Linked DNA regions of Anas platyrhynchos: region 1 is linked to region 2. A link is a contact called in public Hi-C data. All regions are on one chromosome and are shown on one strand. The core of a region is the stretch at or near the end of the contact, and the rest is flanking DNA. Distances in the headings are between cores, read along the strand shown. Region 1 overlaps LOC110353382 (a long non-coding RNA gene). Region 2 overlaps LOC110353382 (a long non-coding RNA gene).

What was found. A called contact is a pair of places that touch in the nucleus more often than the background predicts.
Region 1: a contact with region 2 is called in a Hi-C map of F1 follicle, with 2.3 times the contacts expected there. The contact joins two enhancer-like sites. A contact is called at or near these places in 2 of 8 Hi-C or Micro-C datasets (F1 follicle and liver).

The regions. Positions count from the first base shown.
Region 1 is chr25:7,287,453-7,294,234 of IASCAAS_PekinDuck_T2T, reverse strand. LOC110353382 (a long non-coding RNA gene) reads left to right here. Exons shown (of 18, transcript XR_011804905.1): 16 at 1-4,891. Among named protein-coding and RNA genes, the nearest start is that of UBASH3B, 180 kb to the left of the region's middle. Within about 2 kb of position 2,309, at least 7 of the 8 cell types and tissues checked have an H3K27ac peak or open chromatin away from gene starts, as enhancers often do. A contact at or near this core is called in F1 follicle, where this site is marked.
Region 2 is chr25:7,194,621-7,201,464 of IASCAAS_PekinDuck_T2T, reverse strand. The region is part of intron 16 of LOC110353382 (a long non-coding RNA gene); the gene reads left to right. Among named protein-coding and RNA genes, the nearest start is that of SORL1, 91 kb to the right of the region's middle. Within about 2 kb of position 1,299, at least 1 of the 8 cell types and tissues checked has an H3K27ac peak or open chromatin away from gene starts, as enhancers often do. A contact at or near this core is called in F1 follicle, where this site is marked.

The DNA.
Region 1 (6,782 bases), core at 1,060-3,559, 92 kb before region 2:
TCCTAATGATCAAAGCCACTTTTTTTTTTTTTTTTTGGTAGCTGAATCTTCTTTATTTAGTCTGTATTTCGAAATAGATAGTTCCCATCCCTTCTTAAATTTGTGAAAAGAGAAAAAAAAACACAACTCCAATACTAATACTAATCCCAATACTAAATGAAGATTTAGTATTTTCGATGTGAGAAATGTGTTTTTTGAAATTTAGACACTAGAGATGGCAAATGTTTGAAATTTATCCAACACGATTTGGTTGGGGTTTTTTGTATTGTTTTTATTTTCAATGCTACCTTCTTGCATTACGGCCTTGACCTTCCACAGGCACAAAGCACCTCACTTGCACAGCTTTCAAAGTGATTTGTAATTAGCAAGGCTGAACTCTGCTAAGCCACGACTAGGGTTCTTGTTGCATACAGAGATCCCCCAGCATGGCCACATTGCCAAGCGAGACGTAGACCCCGAGGCATATTCTACAAGCTTCTCAAGTCAGCTCAACCAACTGTTAGCTCTTAGTCATGGCTCTGGGGCTGCTGTTCTAGAGCAGATGCTTCCAGTCGTACCAACTTCTCCAAGTGGATGCCTCTGGCTTCTCTCGAGGTCTGTGTATAGTCCGAAGCTGGGGCTTGGCTTTGCTTTGCCCTCACATACTGCCCTTGATTAGACCAGCCATATATGCTAAGGGAAGCAAAATAGTTTACTGATTTATCATGGATCATTAGATGGAGTAACTCTTCTTAAAACATCACCAGTATGGATACAATAATTAGAGATGTGCTTTTGTTAACATTGCCAGCCTCTACCGTCTTGTACAGTACCCTTGGGTACTAAATAATTACCCACTTTGTGTGGTTATCTAGCTCACTAATTACCCACAAAAATTGGGGTCAGGTGTTAACTGCTTGAAATAAGTATCCTCCAAAGACTTGGTTAAATTGTGTAAAGAAATTATGTGTTTGCAGCAAAACTTTAAAAAAAAAAATCAAACATTTTTTGTTATTGTTGTTGGAAGGAAGACAGGGGAACGTGAAAAAGACAATGGGTGTAAATAATTCTCTGTGATGGCAAAATCTTACCTACTGCTATGATGCTGAGGATGGTATCTGTACGGGTAGTGAAAGGATGGTGGCAGATACCGTCTCTCTAATCCAGTCTACTTTTCCCAAAGATTAGATCCTTCAGTACACAGGGTTTGATTCTTCCCCTATCTAGGCTGATGTCAATCAGGATTGTGTCGGTATAAATGAGAAAATTTGTATGCATGGATTCCTGGACTGCCTTTACTGCATAATTCCACCTCCTCTATCACCCAGGGACTTCTGCATTGCACCCAATAATTGAATTATGTATTGTATACGTATTTCCATATGTTTATTTTACTCGTTTCAAACTCTGTATGCATGCAGAATTTCATTCTAAGGCTGCTGCTCATAAAATGTAGCCTGCTTTGAGTAATAATTTAATTCCTGTGTTCAGGGAGTTACCCCAGTGAGTCAAAGATTTCTAGATAGCCCCACCCTCCCCAACTTCCCGAACACTTACACTGCAGTCACTTTCTCTTTGCCAGACCCACACAAGACGCTGAACTAGCCAAAATCCCAAGAGGCAGCTTCCCCTGCCTCCCCCATTGTAGCCCCAGAGAACTAGGAAGCAAAGCCACAAAAACCCCGAAACCAAAGCCCTTGAAAATACCTGGCAAGGCACAGAGGCACGTTTAACAGCCCGCCTCCCTAACCTGGTGCCTCGCATAGGTGCTGGCTGTCCGCAGTACAAAGGATTTCAGTGGGAACTAAGGGAGGTGCTTCGGAAAATCTCCCTGTGCACCCTCAGGAGCCGTGGATATCCAGCTGCATTCACCGCTGCAGTCCTAAAAGCACCTGTGCAGTGCCCGGCGTAACAAAGAGACTGCCCTATTGATTTAGTGCTAGGTGCTTTATGGCGAGCAGCACCTCCTGCTCCCACCAGCAGCCTGTACAGGGGCAGGTCTAGGGCACTGGTGGCGTGTTTCCAAACCCCAGCCCCATAGATCTGGTGGATGTGGGGTGGCAGGTGAGGCCCCACATGGCAAGGTGGGGGTCTTGTGGGGTGTACCTGCGCTCCGCATTGTGCAGCTCTGCAGGCACCAGCCTCCAAAAGCACAATGCAGATTTAGTCGTCAGCCCCTCTCCCCCCCCCAGCTCCCCGCTGATGTTAACTGTCTGTATTATTATTTATCGTTATCAGGGGATTTGGTTTGATCAATGAAGTGTATATGCGTCTGACGGACATTGGGAGAGGAAATGCTTGGAGAATGAGTAACATGTCTGCAGCGGAGGGTGTGTGTGTGTGTGAGGGAGAGAGAGAGGGAGAGCATCGGTCCTAGGAGCAGTGACTGATGAGTTCATTTCAAAATCCAAGGGCATATAGCTGGTAAATTAGCACATCTTGCAAATATAGTCCGGGCTGCGAGGCAGCAGCGGGGCTGCCATTGAGCGGAGGGCTGGCTTGTGGGGAGGGCTCGGGGGGGTGTGTGTGTGTGAGGGGGGGGTGGGGGGGGTCGAGGAGAGGAGCTTGGCAGCTCGAAAGTCATCGCGGGCATGAGGCAGGCAGCCTGCTGCCTCCCTGCGATTTCCACGGGCGGCTGCGGGCTGCAGCGTGCCGGGGGGGGGGCGGCGGGGGGGAAGCCGACAGAGCAGCAGCAGCGGCGGATTTTATTGTTTTAAAATCCAGATCCAGCCAGAGGGATGCCAGGCGAAGGGCTGCGGTCCCCCTATTCCCCCCCTTATCCCTTCCATCCCTCCCCCCTTCCTTTTTTTTTTTTTTTTTTTTTTGCCTCCCCCCCCCCCCCCTCCCTTCAAGCACCCCCGCAGGATGGCGGCGTGGGGCAGCAGCCGGCTGCCGGAGGGGTCCCGGGGGCTGTGGGGTTTCTCCTTGGGGGGCTTTGGGGTTTCTCCCGGGGGCTGTGGGGTTTCTCCCGGGAGCTTAAGGGATTATTGGGGAGGGGGGAGCCGGGCTGGTGTGTGTGCGAGGCTGGCGGCGGCGGCGGGGGGAGCCGGGTCCTTATTCTGTTAAAGATTTAAGTAGGCATGCAAGGAATCTCTAGGATAGTTGGCAAAGGGCGAGGGTGGGGAGGGGGGGGGGGAAGGATCCAAAAGAGTCTGTAACCAGACACTGAAGCTTTCCAGGAGTGAGAGTGTGTGAGAGAGACGGAGACAGAGCGAGAGGAAGAGAGGGGGCAGTGTGGTCTAGTACATTTTCATCTGGTCGTTGATTTGAGCCTGATGCTTGCTGTCCCTCAACAGCCTCCCTTGCCTGGATTTTTTCTTTCCCCCTCTCCTCTCCTTTCCCTTCTACTTCATCGAAGCCTAGGGGAGCCAGTAAAGATTAAATGTGCTTTCTAAAAGGCAGCCACTTCATGCAGCTATGTCTACTCCCCCCCTCCCCACCAGCCGTCCCCCCCCCCCCCCCCGCCTTTACTCCCCCCCTTTTTGAAATTAAAAAAAAAAAAAAAAAAAAAAAAAGGAGCGAGGGGGAGACAGAGAGGGGGAGAAGGAAGGAGGAGGAAGAGGAGGACTGTAGTTTAATGATGTCGGGACTGGCTGATCCAGAAGGAGGAAAAAAAAAAAAAAAAGGAGGAAAAAAAAAAAAAAAAAAGGCAAAGATTTGAGATCCTGGACGAGGAAGGACTTTGGTGAATGGGCTCAGACTCCTGAGGTGAGAAAAGGACGGAGGGAGTGCCGCCGGGTCGGTGATGGGGCCCGTGACCGCTGTGCGGGGCCGTGCGGGGCCGGGCCGGGGGGGGCCGCTTTGGGCAGCGCCGGGCGCGGAGCGGCGGAAATTTGGGATTTTTTTACCCCCCCCTCCGGCACCTTCGGGCTTCCCCCCGGTTCTGCCGCTGGGCCCTGAAGCAGCTCCAGAGATGGGTGGAGGGTGCAGCTCCATATTATTTATTTGGGGGGGGGGGAGGAAAGGGGGGGGGGGGGGGAAGAGAGGGAGGGGAGGGAGGGAGGGAAAGGGGGAGAAGAGCGGGGAAGGAGGTGGCGAGCTGGGGACGAAATCCTGCTCTCGGTTATGGCCGGCGTAAATTTCCATTGGCTGGGGTTGCACAAGGTGCTCGGAGAGGAGTCGGTGCAGGATGGAGACCCTTTTGTGTGTGTGTGCGGGGTGGGGGGGTGGGGGGGGTGCGGGTGTGCGCGGGGCTCGGGGACCCTCCTCTCCCCGGGAAAAAAAAAAAAAAAAAAAGGAAAAAAAAAAAATGGGTTTTTCTCCAGGTTTGCCTTCGAAAAAAGCCCGGCCCGCGGCTGGCAAGGGAGAGGGCGGCCGGGGCTGACAGCCTGGGGCTTGCTCTGGCTCCCGGCTGGCCCCAGCTGATGCAGGGGCTGGGAGCCGGGCCGCAGCTCGCGGCCCCCCCAGCCCCCCCGCTTTAATAACGCCGCTGATAATTATAATTATAATAACAACGGCGGCGGCGGTGGGAGCGCGGAGGGAGGAGGGCGGCAGGCGAGGTGCTGCGGAGGAATTCGGTTCCTTTTCCTTTTTCCCCCCTTTTCTTTTCCTTGATATATTCCCTTTTTTTTTTTTTTTTTTTCTCCCCTTAAAAAAAAAAAAAAAAAAAAAAAAAAAGATGTTTTAAAAATGCAAGCGGCTTGCCCAGCTGCACACACCCACCCCTCGCCTCCCTCCCCCGGCTTGCGCACACCGCACGCTCGCACTCGCTCGCTCGCCCGCGCTCGCTCGGGTGTCAAAACCCGGCGGGCACCCAGCCTGGTCCCGGCTCTGCCCTCCCTTACCCCTGCCCTTACCCCTGCCCCTTGCCCCTGCCCCTGCCCGCCCGGGGGCCCGCCCGCCCCCCGCCGCCGGGGCTTTTCCCCCCCAGCTCTCGGCGCTGAAGAACTGGAGCCTCCCCCGCTTCCAAGTGGTGAGTTTCTACCTGATTTTCTTGCGACTCGGGTTTTTTTTTTTTTTTTTTTTTTTTTTTTTCTTCCTCTTCTCCATCCCTGCCGGCCGCGGGGCTGGCGGAGGGGGCGGGGAGGCAGCGCCTTTATGCTGCTGCATGCTTTGTGCCAGGCGGCTGGAGGGAGAGCCTGCATATTCCTGCTCTTATTTCTGCATTCCTTTTCGTTGAAACAATGAAAATAATTCCGTCACTGCCCCGAACTTCCCTTCCTTTCTTCCTCTTCGTTATTTAAATGCGGAGACTTTTAATGTATTTGTCGCAAGCGACGTTGTTGGAAGCTGTAAGGAACCTGCCGCGCCTTGTCATTTTTGTATAAACGATTAAAAATGGAATGTATTCTCTCAACAGAGGGTCCTTAGAGAAGCTCTTTCCTTCCACCTGTGTGTCCTGTTTTGTAATCTTGAGCCATGAATTGAACTTGCCTGCTATTCTTTTCCTCTCTCTCCTTTTTATCTTTTATTTTTGATCCCTTTTTTTTGCAAGAAATAGTTTGTTGCGCCCCTCTCAATCCCTGAGACCCTAACTTGTGATGTTTAGCTTTTAAATCCACGGGTTAGGCTCTTGGGAGCTGTGAGTTGTGCTTTGACATCTTTATTTTATTTTATAAAAAAAATATCTTATATCTATGTATATGTGTGCACGCGTGCGTATATATAGAGACGTATACACACACATACAATAGTGTTTGGTAGACCTTTTAAGGGAAAAAAAAAAAAATAAGTGTCTCTCTCCTCCTTAGGGCTGATCAGCTAATAGTAGGGCGGTGGTTGTGGCCATTTACCTTAAAAAATCTCATCTCGAATTAAAACCAGCGTTTGGATGACAGAGATTTTTTTTTGTGTGTGTATATTCCGGAGATAATTTTACAGCTGATGCAGATATGGGGGTGTATGTGTGTACACATATAGCGATTATTATATCCGCGCGTGTAGATAAGATATACACGATATGGATGCATGTAAATACAGCTATTGAGGTGTGTGTATAGATACACATATGGACGATACGTGTGTATGAATATGTATGTAGGTAAATAAAACCCTAGATATGTATATATATTTACATATGTAGGTGTATTAATATCCATGCCTGTGTTTTCATACTGAGAGACTTGCCTTGCTGCAGGCCAGTGCATACAGCATCTCTCTCTCTCTCTCTTTTTTTTTTTTCCTCCTTCTTGAGAGCAGCACAGAGTACCCTGAGAGCGTAACAGTAACAGCTCGGTACATTGGTGCTTGACCTCAGCTGAAATCCCAGCATGCCTCATGCTTCCAAGTTTAAAAACTGAACGATTAATCTTAGAAATGTGCTCCGTGGGTTTAAAAAAAAAAAAATAAAAAAAGGCCAAAAAAAAAATAAATATATATATATATATGAAAAAGCCAGGGGACGGGTCGGATCTTCCTGATTGTTAGCTCGAAAATAAAGAATAAAATGGTTGCATGTACCGGTGGTTGGAAATTACTGAAAAGAAAATATTGAGCAAATGCTGAAGTTTTGTTGTAGTGCTTTTCTGGAACTGAAAACTTTCCTGGTTTTTCGGTCAAAACGATCTGTAAATGGCAAATGTTAAAAATGTTCCTGCTGCTGTTTTTCTTATTAGATTTTTAAACCGCTGTAAAATTAATTATGGTTGGAACTGTATTGCTTATCTCTGTTGTGCGGGGCGATTTCTAATGAAGTTACTGTACCTTGTTACGGCACCGAATTACTGTTTGATATCTGAATGCAAATGCTTGAACTTCAAACACAATGCACCAAAACTCGCTCGCCGCTGTGGCAGCTCGGCATGAACTAGCTTAGGCTATGGACGGTCCCGGGGGTGCGCAGCTACCGACCTGGAAAAGGTTTT
Region 2 (6,844 bases), core at 50-2,549:
TATTGGTGATAATTATCATCACTCTTATGAAGGACGTTTCACCCTGTGAGGTCATAAAGACATTTCACACAATGCACTGAGTGCATGTGTTTATATTTACAAAATATGTTTATTCTAACAATATTTTGTTGGTATTCCTCAATACTAGTCTTTTTTCTCCTTTCTTCTCATGTATTGCTTTTTTTTTTTTTCATTCATCACATGCGGTTCCTTTAAATCATTAACAAAGTTTTAAAGATAGAGCTGATTTTGGTGCTTTAAAAGTGAGAAAGTAAAATACAAGGAAATTTTGAAGGTGCTTTTGTGAAAAACTGTTGATAAACATTAACCATTCTTGCTCATCATCTTTTTTTCATAAAAAGATTTTTTTAAAGAAATCAGTTGAAATTTTCATCTAAATCCATTTATTATCTTGTATTTGAAAAGCACTTAGCTCAATAGAGCTTTGTGCCTTCTCTGAGATTTCTAGGTATCATTATATCATTTTTCCTAACTTAAGCTTAGATAAAAGATGACACTTTTTGTTCTTCTCTTCCCTCAAAAAAAGGAAATATGTTAAGGCATCTGACACTGAAAATGTTGGCCATCAAGTCATTTGAAGGCATTTCAGTTCATGTCTTGGCACCAATTTTTTTTTTTGTCTTGACATTCCACAGGTTTTTCCATGTCCTAGTGAATTTAAGAGGATGCTAGCCATAGTTCATGTCTCTTAAACAGATTTTGACTTGTCATTCAAGGAACCATGTTTGCTCACAATAATACTTGAACGTGAATTCCTGAATTTGTAGTTTGGGTCTCAAGCATTAGACATCCAACTTCAGAAAGCAAAGGACTTCAGAGATTGATTTTTCCAGTTCCATGTACCATTCTTGCTGCTTTGGAGACCAGAGTCATGTTCTAAATATAGCAACATGTATCTGTTGTCACAGGGCAAAAAGATAGCTTGGGCACTGCAGATTGCTTTCCTACTGGAGGGGAATACTGGTACATTCTCAGTTTAATTGCCCTATTTAGACTGGTGTACCAGTATTGGAGCAAGAGTCGTCAAATAATATGCAGGATAATCCCTTCTTAGAGGAATCTCAGCCTAACCTCAGTGACTGGTACCCAGAGACTGATTCTGGCTCAAGAACTGACCTCAATCAGAGCAGGGCAAATGCAGAAAGCAAATTATCTCACTGCTTCCACAGTTTTCTCCCGAAGGACTCCAGAATCTTGCATAAACAAAACTAATTATAACACACACACACACACAAAATTGTAAAACTGAACCTTTGCTTGCAGGCTAACAAAAAAGAACCTGAAAGAGTGTATGTCACAGTGCCATCTACTGACGCCAGCCATAACAATATAGGAAGGATACCCAATTACAGTAATAAAATAAATAAATGAAGCTGGGAGTCTTGGAAGGATTATAGTCTTATGTTTAAAGGAAGGAGATGACTGCTAATTAATCTGACAAAAGAGAAAGCCTCACCTACTGACAGGTTAGTCATCCCACAAATGTTAGATTTCTCTTCAGTGCAATCTGTTGGTCCTGGTAATTCTTGGAAAGAGAATGTTGCACTGGAGGAACAGCTGACCATAACTCTTAGTGCCAGTTCCCATATTTCTATTTTGTGTCTCGCCGAACACTTTATACTGTAGCAGAATTACAGCCTACTGTGGCTAGCAATTTGAAAACATAAAGGAATGCAATTGCTGAATAAAATCTGTGCAGTCTGCTGCATGATAACTTTATCTGACATTAAAAGAAGGCAGTAACTTGGAGGCAGGTAGAAGTAACATGTAATCCAGTTGACATAAATGAAAATATGATGCTGGCAGAAAATTGGGCTGCATAAGAATATAAAGGCTGTTGAATAATAGGGAAAGGAAAATGACATGCTTAGCAGTAGTAAGATAAAGATGAAAGAAGTTCAGAAAACATTTGTAAGGGAGAAGCCAAGTACAAGTCAATACAGACTGAAATTCTTTGCTCATAGAAGCAGAATTGAATGCTGAAGCCTACAGTCCTAGCTGTGTTAAGGGTTGCCAAGTGGTGAAGTGTCAAAACAATTAGAGTTTATTCTCTGGTTGCTAATGCACAAGCTAAAGTGGTGGCTGAGATGATCAGCAAAAACATTGCTAAGCAAGAAGATGTATCATCTTTGTATTGCTTTCAGTAATTCCAAGGTAAGAAGGAAATGAAGGATGAGACAAGAGTGACTGGGAATTGAGAGGCAGACAAGACAGGAGGTGAGGAGACTTTATTTATGATAATATATTTATTTATTGTTAAATAGATATATGTGTGTGTATATATGTATTCTTAAGTCTTATGTCAAGTATAAGAATTCAGCAAGAAGGGAAAAGTGAACACCTGAACAGTACTTGCTAAAATTCAGTCTGATATGTTGTGGCAGATGGAGCTGACATCCTGAGAGAGGCTAAGGGGTGAAAGTAATAATAATGAACAATCTTCAAGAAGTAAAAGTAGAAGAAATATTAGAGCTGTTACAAGAGAGCAAGCAGGAGATGGTTAGATTTATGAGTTCTTCTGGACAGCAGCCATGGTTTGTCTTTATTTCCTAGTAACTGGTTCTTGGTTTGAGCTTCGTCAGGCCATCAGATTAATGCCATCAGCTTGGGTAGGTTTTTAGTCCTTTCTTTGGATCATCTAACATGCAAAGTGCAAACATGGTATATTTTGGGGGGAAGCTGTCTTGATAAGAAAAAGCAGTGGAAATAAGTAAGAATAGAGGATTTTATTATGGCACCATCTGTCTCCTTGCTGTTAATATTTTTTTTCCCCCAACTTTTAGCAATGCTTTTGAAAGGGCTTTAGGTTTGGATGTTGTAGTTCAGAACTTTGCTGCTGCTGCCAAGGGATGGCTTCAGAAGGGAGACTGAAGCCATGACAGTAGCTGACCACCCTTGGCAGCAGAAAGCAGATGTTTGACTGAAGTCAACTGGATGACATTGATCTTTAAAGTAACATGCACCACTGGATCAGGGCCAATAAGAAGTTGAATTTATTACTCTTCCTGGGTCTTGGTTTAAGCCTCATGAAAGGCGTTTCTCCTGATACTTCTATTTCCTGCTTTCTTCTTCCATGCAGTGCTTCATCCAAGTTAATGATGGTACACACCTGTCCTGTATGATCTGCATTTCTCTTGGCATCTGGCACCACGCAGCAGTCAGCTGGGACAAACACACCTACCAAATGGTAGTGAGCACTGGCAAGAGCTTTGCTATCACTTTGCAGGGTATTTTTCAGCTGATCCAGAGATTTGAAATGGCAGTTTCAGTCTTCCTTTATAATTTAGTTGCAGAAAGTAAAGGGAGCTTCTGATTTTTACTGGTGGGTCCTGTTGAGGACTGAAGCAGTTTAAACTCGGCCGACCTTAATCATGCAGGTCACTCTTCTAGAAGTTTTGTTTACCTCCTGTTGAGCTGCTGAAGAGAGAAGGGGGGGAAAAAAGCAGCTTTCAGTTGCTAAAACCCCTCGTGGTATTGAATTCTAACCAAGTACATCCAGCCCTGCCAGCCAGAAATGCCAAAAGGAAGAAAGCTGCTGAATCAAAAGAAATGATAGGGGAGTATGAGAGTAGCGCTAGGTGAGTTTATTTCACAGACTTAGTGTTGTTTCATGTTTGTAGATCATCTGGGAGTAGACTTTGCTTCTTTTTATTATTATTATTACTGTTTTCTGTTCCTAAATTATTTAACAAATGGTTTATGAGGGCAGCTTCCAGCATATAGATTAGTTATCACCAGCTTTTTGCTGTTCTCAGTTGAATTTGTGAGGTGCCAAAAGCTTTTGAATGCTCCAAGCTATGGTCTGAGTAAATGGGAGTTGGTGGTGTGCTGCACCTCTCAGGTTCAAATCCTATTTGCATGGAGTGGAGTGGCCACTTAAATCATGCGGGTTTGTTTCTGCTACCTAACAGAGCTGCTTTCAAGGGCTTTTCAGATCAGTCATGTGAATACTCCTGGCCTCAAGTACTTAGGCAAATAGAGTAGCCCTGTCACTTTCTCCCTGTCTGCAAACCCAGTTGTATGGCCCCGTGGCCAAGTAGTATGTGGGATGGCAGGGGGAGGTGGTGGACAGGGAGGTGCAGCCTGTGGCCAGGATCCAGCAGCCTGAGGGCACAGCCTCCTTTGGTCCACTGTCTGAACGGCAGTAGGTCCTGCCTGAGGGGCTGCAGTGCATATCCTCACCTTCTCCCTGGTTCATGCTGGCCGTTTGTTGCTGGTGGGGAACAATCTGGGAAGTGGACGCTGCCCTAGATACTTGTGTCCGGCTTCCCTGTCCAAGTAGAGTGGTCCTGGATAGACAGGGTGGCCAAATGAGTCAAACTTTGCAGCCACCTTCTGATTGCAAAGGAGCATCTCCTCCCCATGGCAGAGGTTTAGCTCACAGTCACTTCTCTCTGATTCTCAAGCAGATACTATGTTTGACTCAAGTGCAGTCATCTCATTATGGGGGGTGGTGGTGGTGGGAAGCAGCAAGCAGGTGCCCATTTCACTGTAGACTTCATTGTAATTTTGGGATTCTGGCCAAAAAACTAATATAGTCACATCTTTGATTTTCAGACAATGAGCAGCTCCTGTGGCATGTTCTCAGTGTAGTTATTTTTTGGAAACCAGCAATCTGTCTGCTGAGTGGTGGGGTGGCGTTATTAAGAAACCTAGGAGTTACACCATGCTAGCCTTGAGCAGCAGCATGTCTTTGCCGAGCGTGGTTTGCTGCAGCATGCTGCCTAGTCATCAGCTAATTAATGCAATGCCAATGTAGTTGGAAATACAGCCAAGCCATGGCTGTCTGCTTTTCCGAAACACTCTGCGTATACTTTCTCAACTACACTCAATGGAGTATGTTTGCTGAAGCAGCTATTGAATGCATTTAAGCAGTAAAACTTCTACAGCGACTTCAGATACTGTTGCAGTAGGCAGTTTTCCTTATCAATTTTACCTTGTCGATGGGATTTTGTGAGGTGTGAAGGCAAGTGGAGTCGTACTTTGAAGTATCGCTGGTCTTGGTTGTAACACCAAGCTCTTATTTAAGCAAAAATATATTTAAATAAGAAAGAGATCCTTTAGGGAAGATGGAGCAAGAAGCTTGAGACATGGTGAATGGAGGGACACTAGTGCAGCTCCACATTGAGCCATGCAGTGACTTCTGCTCTTGCTCTGCGTTGTTACCTGTTGTTTTACACCAATCTACTGGTTACTGATGTGCAATCTGCCAGTCTGCTTGGAGATGTTTTAAGGGGCTTGTTATCATTAAAAGACACTTTGCAGCTGAATGAAGGGCCACAACTTAGTAGGTGGTCTTCCTGCCATTGATGCAACCAGTTGAGGGGCTGTTCTCCCCCGAAAGGTGAAAACAAGGTTTTATCTTCTATATTCCACCATAGTTGTCAGAGTAAGGAGATTACAGTGTACTTGACCCTTAACGATTTGGAAGATGATATTCACTCAGGTTTCACTTTTCCAGTTGCATAGATCTGTCTCTCTTGCTCAGCCCTACAAAATTGTTATTTAGATACACACCTTTTACAGGGTTGCCAGCTTCCACCTGAGGGGAGTAGAATATGGTAGGGCACTCTTTGTTCCCTCCTACCCAAGCCTACAGAGACTTTAAAATACCTCTGGGACCCTGCAGGAAGGAATGAGCTATAAAAATATAACAATAATGACTTCTTTCTAGCACCTTCAGCTAAGGAATCTCTAAGTGTGTTTCAAATATCAAAGAGAAAGAAACCCATTGCAGCGTTATTCCCTGGGTATAGTTGGAAAATGGCAGCTCCACAAGGTAGAAAGTCTTGTACAAGGTTAGATGCAAGGCTGGTAGCAGATCAGGAGATGCAACCCAAATCTTGTAGTGCTCAAGTCTGACCTTTGCTATGGGAGTTGTCCCTATCCTGATTCCCTCAAGATCATTGGAAGATTTCCTACGTTTAGAATCCAGTCATCAACTCTGAAATAAAATTGTTGATTCCTCTCTACTGCTGTCCCCAGCATATACTGTGATCTTGTTCTTCATGTTATATATTCTGTGAGGTTGTTCCCATGTTCTTGTGTTTCTGATGATTAAAACCTATTAATGAAAGAATTACTATGAAATTCTCTCAGTTTGAAAGGAACAGACTGATAACAAAGTGCTTAATGAAATCACTTGCAATCATTTTCATTTGTCAGAAACACAAAACAACGTTTGCAGCAGCTCAATATTGCTGTTGAAGTTCAACAAGAATTGGGATCATTTTTATTAAGAATGCATACATAAAAACTTACTGGCTGGTAAATATTTTGATATGTGTTTCTTGCAGAAAAGAAGGGCTCTCTTCCATTTTAAACAAGCTAAAGTTATGCCTACGTGTCTGCAGACTAGAATGTAACAAATTACCAGTACACAATGCTCTATTCCATCCTATCAGTCACAGGGCTGTATCTTTACTTGACTGTCCTGTAAATATTAACAGACATGCTAGATAGTGATAGTTCAAAGCAGAGAAGTACCAGAATTATTCTTTTCATATTCCAACATAATGAGCTTTCATTATTTCTTACACTTCCATATTTGCCCCAATTTATGGGGTAGATAAGGGTTGAATTTTGAGGAACGACATCATGAATTGCTTTTCTTATTGATCGAGCTTTTAATGTGCAAACAATGAAAACAAAACTTGCATTTAAAAACAAACATTTCTAACACAGGAGCTGCATTAAAATGACACAAATTGCTTTTGTGGGCTGAATTTAACAGAACACCCATGAGGTTCCACTTAAAAACAACAAGCCAACAAAAATCAAATTGCATTGTTTTACTAGCAAACAAAATGGTGAACATGCCTTG